2 separate regions of the Xenopus laevis genome follow, and region 2 is linked to region 1. The links are chromatin contacts, called in public Hi-C maps. All regions are on one chromosome and are shown on one strand. Each heading gives the region's core, a stretch centred on a gene start, on an enhancer-like site or on the middle of the called end of the contact. The rest is flanking DNA. Distances are from core to core; before and after follow the strand shown.

Region 1 (5,029 bases), core at 883-3,382:
ACTGATTTGCAGGTTGTGATCAGTCTATGACTCTGTATATAGTCCAGCATCAAGCTAGTGTGGTTGCTTAGTGCCAGTCAGGAGCAGTTAAAATATTTTATTGGTGAACCTATCACATACAGCAAGTGTTAAACACTTATAGTATCAAAGCAGAAAAACCAGCCTGGTTCGGGTGAGAAGGTATTAACATGCCTCATGCTACACACATAGTACTGCCTTTATACCAAAAATGAGAGTTTATCTCTCACATAAGGCATTATGGGCGAAGACATGCAAATCCTTTTTTTTTTTTTTTTTTTCCTATTCTGGTAACATTAGTCTATGCTGCCCAACTACAGCACATCATGTTGGACAATGCAACATTCAATTATATTCTAAAGGCCCCCATACACAGGCCGATAAAAGCTGGCTACAGACCAAGTCGACAGCTTATTGGCATGTGTGTAGAGCCCTCCGACCGGCTCTCCCGATCGATATCTGGCTGAAAGTTGGCCAGATGTCGATCAGGCAGAGTAAAAAAATCCGCTGCATCTTTTCGTCGATGCAGTCCTAGGATCCGACCGCTCGTTTGGACTCCATTCTAATGATCGATGAGCCCTGGGGCCTACAATCAGATCAGCCCGATATCGCCCACTTCACTGTGGGCATATCAGGGAGAGATCCCTGTGTATGGCCACCATTAATGACTGTATACAGGAATCTATGAATGTATAGGTGTTCCAGGCAGAGGGCTCAACTTTTACTGAGAAACTATCACCACCATACATTTTGAGCATCTGGGTTTAGTTTTTTCTGTTCAATTCTGTAATAGACGTATGGTAGGTCTCAGAATGCCTAAGGCTGTGCTTAACCTATAATTACAACAATGTCACATCTTGGAGACCCTATCAGTTCCACATCCCAGTGGAAATGCAGATTACTTCCTTGGCAAGGAGCTGATGTGTTCTCCCTTTTCCTGTACCAATATCACCATTTCCTGCACATGTTTTCTGCTGTGGGCAATGTTACAAGATACTGATCACTCACACAAACACATACAAGCCCTGCTTAAGGTCTCATGTTGTAGAGGGCTCGGGATTGCATCGGAAACAGGCAAATACATTCCCGTAGCACCTTAATTCTTTGGTATACTGCTGAATATTTGCCTGGAATGAGACACTTCTGACTTTCACAACCAAAAATCATTAAAATGCAAAAATGTCATAAAATAGTTTAGAGCTCTCTGAATGATTTTGCCTTTTACCTGGCAGTCATTTCCTGGAAGTGCAAATATATTGGCTGCTATCAAAGCTGTAACAGGGTTCAAAGTGAATTTAAAAGCATTTCTTTGCATTGGAATTTCTCCAAAGCTGAGAATATCATTATTGATATATGAGCTACTTCTTGAAAAAAGCTCTTTTTATATGTATGATCTGGTAATTCAGCTTTCCCTGCTGAAATAACTGTATTGCTGGCAAGCTAACTTTGCCTGCAAAAATACCTGCAACATATACAACATAAAGCCCTTATGCTTCTGTAAATATTCTCTGTGATCCTTATAATATTCTGTGTGGCCTCTGTATCACCTTATCCCCAGGGAAATCGCACGTGGACTAATGTTTATCCCTGTCCCAAATTCATCTTTCCTAGACATAGAATTCCTTCACCTCTGATGCATGAGCCCTTTGCCACTGAAACATAGTTCTGTACCCAATAAAGACCTTTCAGTACAATTATCTTGTCCTTCACGGTGCCAAGAACTACATTTTCTAGTTTTAGTTTTATATCTTTTATAAACATGTCATGAGTAAATTTTTGTGACCAGGTTTCCAACAGCCATAACTGGATATTAGGCTTGTTGTCATGTTCCAACTGAAAGCAGTGCTCATTTCTCCTTCTGTATGTTAAGGTATTTTGTAAGATTCCTAAAGTGTTCATTCCCGGGAATACTCCATATGCTGTTGAGTGGGAAAGGCCTTTGCTCTGGTAAATTATTGATATCTCAAAATAAGGCCATGATTATGCAAAAGTGCTGACACTTGTAGTTTTCACACTCCTTGTTACAGTTCACTGCTTCCCAGTACTGGCATGCAGTAAATACAGCTGAAAAGAACACATTAGCCCTTATGTCACGTTTCCCTGCACTCATGCATGCGTGAGGACATTTGGCTGCTGTTGTCAGTTGAGCATCTGTAGACAATTATAAAATGAACTTGCTTCAAACCTTTGAAAAGTTAATGTTAGCAATGACATTCCAGTCAAAGGAAATGTATCTGCTTAAGGTATTTAGTTGCAACAGTGGGATCTGATCAAATAAACCACTAAACAGCAACATTTCTCAAAGTGCAGACCCCAGAAATGTGCACTTGTATTGTAGTCAATAAGGGGATTATTTATCAAACGTCGAATTTTGAAGTTATGTGAATTTTTTTTTAACTATAATAAATTTGAATGTACTCACAACTTGAATGGGATGTTATTTATGAAAAAAAAACTTGAATGTCTAACTTTCAATCGAATAGGAACGAGTTCCTGCAACATATGGGAAATAACTGTACTATAGTCTGTGGCATAAACCAATCTACTGGAAACACTTTCTTCTTTTTAATTTTATCTAAATTAGGCATAAAGTAAGCAAATTAGATTCTCTGCCACTTTATGTGGCAAAGTATTGAATTAGAACTGTTTCCATGGTCTAGGTGTGATAAATCTCACAATCGAATTCAAATTCGAGTTGGTGGTTTAAAATTTGAAATTTTGAGTTTTGATCAAAAAAAAATTCAAGAATTAGAATTTACCATTCGAACCTTAATAAATCTGCCCCTAAATACAGAAGAGGAGAGTTCCTGCAACATATGGGAGATAACCGTACTATAGCCTGTGGCTTAAACCAATCTACTGGAACCACTTTCTTCTTTTCAATTACTTCTGGTGTTTAGGTTTGGGTGGTGGCCCAGAAATCTGAAGATAATTCTGTTGGTGGTATAACTTGTGAGAAATGTTTAATTTTAGAAAATGCAGAATCTAAGCATGTCTAAATCAAATTCATTCTCTAGTTAAATATGTGATTTTTCTAAAATGGCTTACTAATTGCATGAATGTGAATTAACCAGATACCCTTTAATTGTGATTTGAAAGCAATATAACTTTTGTGTCTGCAGGATAGATTAATGATTTAGAGAGTATTTGCTTAACTAACAATATGACCTTTTCTGCTAATGCTACATGGTTCTCTGGCAACCAATCAGGACTCTGCACTGGGATACTGATCCGTCTGTTCTACAGCTTCACTCTGATTCCGATATGGGGTATTTCAACTGTTTATTACTTTATTCTCTGTGTATAATATATGCTGCATCTGTTGCTGCCTTACGAGAACATATGTTGCGTAAAGTAAAATAAAGATTTTACCCAAATGATGCTAAACAACAAAATACATTCTCCATATGGAGCCACAGTACAGCTTGATGGGGTAATGTAACAGAAAGTCTTTGGTTTGTCAATATTTAGTCATCGAAAGCAACCACTGTGTTTATTTTCAAGCATCTGCCCAATAAATGATTGGTTGCTGTGGGTTACTAGAAAATACCATTTATTACATTATCCTCTGCATTTTGTGCATACTGCTAGCACTTTAATGATACCCTTTTTCCCAAACAGACGAGGTCCCATGAAACTTGCCATGTCCAAGGTCTCTCAAGTGGATTTCCCTCCCAGAGAAACTGTCAGCTATACGAAGGAAACTCAGACCCCATTCCTAACCAAGGATAATGAGGGTAAGTGACTCTGTATAAATTTGTCTAACTTCCTTTTGTACCCCACACAATTCATTAACTTTTGCAGAGCATATCCAAGAAGCCCCAGTTCCATTTGTATCATCTATCAAACATCAAACATATCTTTACTTGCTTTGTCTCTGTAGTGACTTGAAAACAATCTTGTTTCAAAAATGGGATTGTATATCCACAAGCTTGTATTGGTATTTTTTGGGGGCTAGTTTATAACCTTTTCCTGTAGTACCTAAAGCACAATAAAGCTATAAACAGGCCTGTTGTTTAGTGTGTGTGTGTATATATATAAATATATATATATAAGATTAGTATATTATTCCTCATTTTAATAACACAAATTGCAAGATCACTTTAGTGCTCTTGGCAGATAGATGTGTATGTATATCCTAATCACCTTCCATAGTAAGACTGATTCCATCAGGTGCTTCCCCACCCAGCTCTAGCTCATCTATATATATATATATATCAAGAGCTCTTGATTAAAATTGAGTTCATTATGAACAGAAATTTGAAATACAGCAAATTCCTTTAGCATTCGCTGATGACATTCAGGATGGGTTGCTTGCTTGATTTGATGATTGTGAATGGGTCTTGTTGCTGGGTATTAAAATATTTCTGCCCACCGTACCCAGTCTGTTACAGATGGATAGAGAATGAGGGGATACCAATGTGTGTTTATTATGGGACATTCATCTGTTTATATTCTATGTCTCACGGATTTCTTATGAAGTGATGGTTATTGCAGCTCCACAACACAAAGGCCTTGTGCTTTTGTTTTGTTTACTTTCTAGCAGGAAACTTACAGGGGTAGTTCACCTTAAACTCAACTTTTAGTGCCCCTTAGACAACAGTATTCTAACACAGTTTGCAATAGAAAGCTGGCTATACTGTGTAGGGTCACTGATTGGCCAATTGGTCAGATAATGTCCACCTTTGTGGTAATAATGTATACATAGATATCAATTACATATGATTTTCAGATATACTTTAGTAGGTTTACCACTAGGGATGCACCAAATCCACTGTTTTGGATTCGGCCGAATCCTTTGTGAAAGATTCACCCGCATACCGATCCGAATCCTAATTTCCATATGCAAATTAGTGGTGGGAAGGGGAAATATTTTGTACTTCCTTGTTTTGTGACAAAAAGTCACATGATTTTCCTCCCCACCCCTAATTTGCATATGCAAATTAGGATTCGGTTCGGCTGGGCAGAAGGATTCGGCTGAATCCTGCTGAAGAAGGCCGAATACCAAACT
Region 2 (4,535 bases), core at 442-2,941, 290 kb after region 1:
GCAGGAGGGGAGCTACAGGGGGAAGATTCGCTCCCTACAGGCAGCTGATCCGATGGCATCTCCCCGTTCTTCCACATCTTCTTGAATTTAGAGCGACGGTTCTGGAACCAGATCTTTACCTGCCAATGGAATATCAGCAGAAGGTGAATCTATTGGAACATCTAATAGCATTGGTAGCGCAGCCAGTACATAGGATCGATAACCATTAGCAATTTGCCAAATCCTGTGATGAGGCCAAAACGTCGTACAGATTCTAAATAAACATATAAGTACACGATATAAACCCTCGATCTGTTAGTAAACTAGACTTCCTTGCTCGCCATTTACTATGTACATATTTACCATGTACTAAACCTCGAAGAACTACATAATTCCCCCCCCCCCACCCCCATTTGCCTGATTGAAACTGCCAATAGGGTTCATGTTGTGCCCACCTGTGTTTGGGTCAGGCCTAGCGAGGCTGCCAGTTCCGCTCTCTCTGGTAGTGCCAGGTATTGGGTTTTCTGGAATCGCCGCTGGAGGGCCGCCATCTGGAAACTGGAATAGATGGTCCGGGGTTTGCGCACTTTCTTTGGCTTCCCATTGACCATCCTGACCTCAGGCTCGCATTCTTCCTTCTCTGCAAAAACAATGAAGGTTAATATTTGGAGCGTTGCCCAGCAATAGGCAGACAGAGACACACAGGGCACCACACTGGCAGTTAGTAATAATTGGCAGTGGGTGATGGACCACAATGCATAACATGGGCAAAAAAGGAGGCACACAAGAAAGAAACAATTTATCTTTTGTATTTAGGAAAAGCTTGCAATCTTATGCCAATAAACAAGGCCTTCTTGTTCCCCAGAGCTTGCTATAAAATGCCAATCGATCCTCCTTACACCCACAGAGCTAGCAATCTAATACCAGTACCAGTATCCCCTTGCACCCCAGATCTTGCAGTCTTTGCAAACCTTGCAATCGAATGGCAATTGAATAGAATCCCCTAGTCTTCTACAGAGTTTACAATCGCATGTTTGGACAGCTAGAAGCCTTTTGTACCCAAGAGCTTGCACTCTTATAACTCTAATGCACAAAGGAAGGAAAAGTGTGAGCTAAGGCTAATTGCGGATCTGTTATACGCTGATGCAGGTACTCACCCGGGTCGTTGTGTGGAGGGGAAGGACTTGTTCCATAGGGCCCATAGGAGCTGTAAGAGCCACTGTATGACAGATCGTACGACTTGGTCGAATAAGAAATCCCATTGATAGTAGCACCAGGGAACTGATAGGATCCGAGCTGCCCATAAGGAGAGCCTGCCCCGCAATGCTGCTGCTGTTGGTTGGTGTAGTAGCTGCTGTCCGTGGCAGTCGACACCGGCAATGTCGGGGATTCCTGCGACTTATGCAGACTGTGGTAACTGCTGGAGGGCATGTGGTTGGAATGCATATCTGCTGCCAAGCTGTCAAACACTCCGGTCATAGTGTTAGGGGCTGTGGGGGACACAGCTGAGACTGAAGGGGCTGCAACAGGCTCAGGGGTGACACCAAAAAACTATAACGCAATCAGTTTCAATACAACAAAGAGACAAGGGAGCAGCGATCAGAAGCGACAGGCCGGGCGGTGGGAGGACGCTGGAGGCATGTTCTCCGCAGCTGGTGGGTTTGGTCGCTACACAAGCTCGGGGGGAGTAATCGCTCACGACCGCACGCTGAGAATTCGGAAGATTGTCTGCTGTTCCCAGCTTCAGCGCCAGGCATTTAACTCTCGTCACGTGACACGCACAGACGTCATCAACCAATCACATCCCGAGAAAAACCTCAAGTCTACGCTCTACCCCTGGACTGTTGCTTTCTCCGCCCACGTGTTGCCCCTGCGTGTGTCTGAGTGTATCCCTCCCTGAGTGTATCTATATGTTTGTCTGTGTGTCTGTGTGTATCCCTGAGCGTATCTATGTGTGTGTGTGTGTCTGTGTGTATACCTGAGTGTATCTATTTGTGTCTGTGTGTATCCCTGAGTGTATCTATTTGTGTTTGTCTGTGTGTATCCCTGAGTGTATCTATATGTGTGTGTGTCTGTGTGTATACCTGAGTGTATCTATCTATGTGTGTCTGTGTGTATCCCTGAGTGTATCTATATGTGTGTGTGTCTGTGTGTATACCTGAGTGTATCTATATGTGTGTGTGTCTGTGTGTATCCCTGAGTGTATCTATATGTGTGTGTGTCTGTGTGTATCCCTGAGTGTATCTATCTATGTGTATCCCTGAGTGTATCTATATGTGTGTGTGTCTGTGTGTATACCTGAGTGTATCTATGTGTGTCTGTCTGTATCCCTGAGTGTATCTATATGTGTGTGTGTCTGTGTGTATCACTGAGTGTATCTATATGTGTGTGTGTCTGTGTGTATCCCTGAGTGTATCTATATGTGTGTGTGTCTGTGTGTATCCCTGAGTGTATCTATGTGTGTGTGTGTCTGTGTGTATCCCTGAGTGTATCTATGTGTGTGTCTGTGTGTCTGTATATGTATGTGTCACATGATCAGTGTGTATATGACTGTGTGTATATTCCTATATGTATGTGTCTAACTGTCTTGTCAAACAGGGAAAAGTAAGTCTGGATACACACATTGCGGTGTTTCTAATGATAAAGACACAACAGTACGATTTAATAAAAACATGCACTTATTCACACTCCTCTGAATGGTGATGTAGCTACAGTATAGGTGGTTGATATAAGTGTTTATGTGTGTGAGTTCATATTGCACACCCAGGTGAGAGCTGCCAGTGACATTCCTACCTGGGAAGAAATTACATGCATTACCATTGAGTTTCTTTGTATCCCTTTTAATCTCCAAATCCTGTAAAAGAAAACCCAAATCCTGTCTGTAAAAGAGCAGCTTCCTCAGCGATCAAGCATCTCGGCCAGGCAGTGAATGCAGCAAGGGCAACATCAGCACAGAGATTTAGCGTATGAAATGCGCCAGGTTACTTACTGGCACCCAATCCTACTAGTAATGATAAACTGCCTAGTAATTGGTTGCTGTGCCCCAGCTCTTTTCCTTTGTCCATTTCTTGTGAAGAACGAATTCAGATACTTAAACTGGATTTGGGCATTAGCCAGGGCCCTAAAACCTACTCGCCGTCTGCATTTATTGGCCCTGAAACAGCCACTGGGTCTGCTGACATTACTGGTACTCCTCTGCTCCAACCATTCTGCAGAAATAGTTTGGGGTGGGAAACATTTACACCACCCTCAGAGTGGGAGGTGGATAGTAAGGGTTAAAAAGTACAACAATATTTTCAGAAAATTATGTCTTATCGCAAAAAAATATTTAAACTTTGCCGGACTGTAAACATATTCGATTTTATTGACAATGACATCATCGCTACAATCTCAACGATTCAGGACAGACTTGTTTTCATACAGACTGAGACTTTTTAATCTTATACTATGGCATCAACACTGCCCTCTCCTGCCACCCAGTGGTGATCCAAGTGTAAACCGCTATCACCCTTAATTAATAAAACGCTCTAATCTCGCCGAGGCGCCAGCCTCTCCTTGCTCCTGGGTGTCCAAAATAATAATTAAAAAGCCACAAAATAATTTTGTGCTTAGAGTCTGATGGAATTCATACGAACATGACTTGCTGGTACAGGAGTGTTGTGATGCAAAAGAGCTGATTGTGTCAAATTGGCTTCCATGTCTGGGCAGGGAGTATTCACATGGCACCAGCCAAGATCTAGCTTTATTTCTATTGCAGCCTGTTGGCAGCTCTATTATGTGCCCACGTTGCACTGCATCTGTATAGTATGTCATCTTTTTGTTGTTTAAGTTACAGACTGACGTTCAAAATAGGTCCTGGAATTTTGAGTATTAAGAGGTCCAAATAGCCCCCTCTTTGGCATTTGCCAGAACCTACTGATTGTTGCTATCTCAGGCTTGGCTTCTAGTGACACCAGCAACCATAAGGTTTTACTGAAATGTCAGTCTCTAGTCTGAGAGTATTTATCTTTTCCAGGGCTGGCATCAGAAATCATGGGGTCTGTATGACAACTGGTGCCTGCCCGCTGCATCCTTGCCCCAGCCTTGCCCATAGCAATTTATTAAAATCTGTTGGTGTTCAGCTTCCCCCACAAGTTATTAAAAAGCCATTGGTGGCCAGGTCCCCCAATAAGTTAAAAATAATTGGTGGCCAGGTTCCCCCATAAAAGTTTTTTTTTACAAATATTGGTAGCCAGGGTCCCTCATAAAAGCTTTTTTTAAAAAATTGATGGTCAGGGTCCCTCATAATTAAAAAAAATGATGGCCAGGAGTTCGATTCAATTCGGCAGCAGCTAATGGCTCTATTCGGTGGTGGCTTTGCAACTCAAGGGGGGCCTGGCTAATATAGGAAATGAAGCTTAAAAATCAGCAAGCCGGTACAACTATACCCCCCTGTGCCCCCCTGATCCTTTCTCTTGTGGAAAAACTCCCAAAATGAGTAGCATTAAGGACCAGGCACTGACAGACTGGACAATGACCGTAATTATAATGAGTGCCTTCTGGTTGTCAGGTCAATT

What was found. A called contact is a pair of places that touch in the nucleus more often than the background predicts.
Region 2: a contact with region 1 is called in a Hi-C map of the XTC cell line, with 5 times the contacts expected there. The contact joins the promoter of dlx2.S here to the enhancer-like site in region 1. A contact is called at or near these places in 3 of 4 Hi-C or Micro-C datasets (the XL177 cell line, the XTC cell line and animal cap).

What each region holds. Positions count from the first base shown.
Region 1 is chr9_10S:66,501,434-66,506,462 of Xenopus_laevis_v10.1, forward strand. It overlaps dync1i2.S (dynein, cytoplasmic 1, intermediate chain 2 S homeolog), which reads left to right. Exons shown (of 18, transcript NM_001091343.1): 6 at 3,228-3,287; 7 at 3,640-3,755. Among protein-coding and RNA genes, the nearest start is that of dync1i2.S, 21 kb to the left of the region's middle. Within about 2 kb of position 2,133, at least 1 of the 7 cell types and tissues checked has an H3K27ac peak or open chromatin away from gene starts, as enhancers often do.
Region 2 is chr9_10S:66,788,058-66,792,592 of Xenopus_laevis_v10.1, forward strand. It overlaps dlx2.S (distal-less homeobox 2 S homeolog), which reads right to left and starts at 1,692. Exons shown (of 3, transcript NM_001095731.1): 1 at 1,137-1,692; 2 at 435-619; 3 at 1-119. The coding sequence starts at 1,458.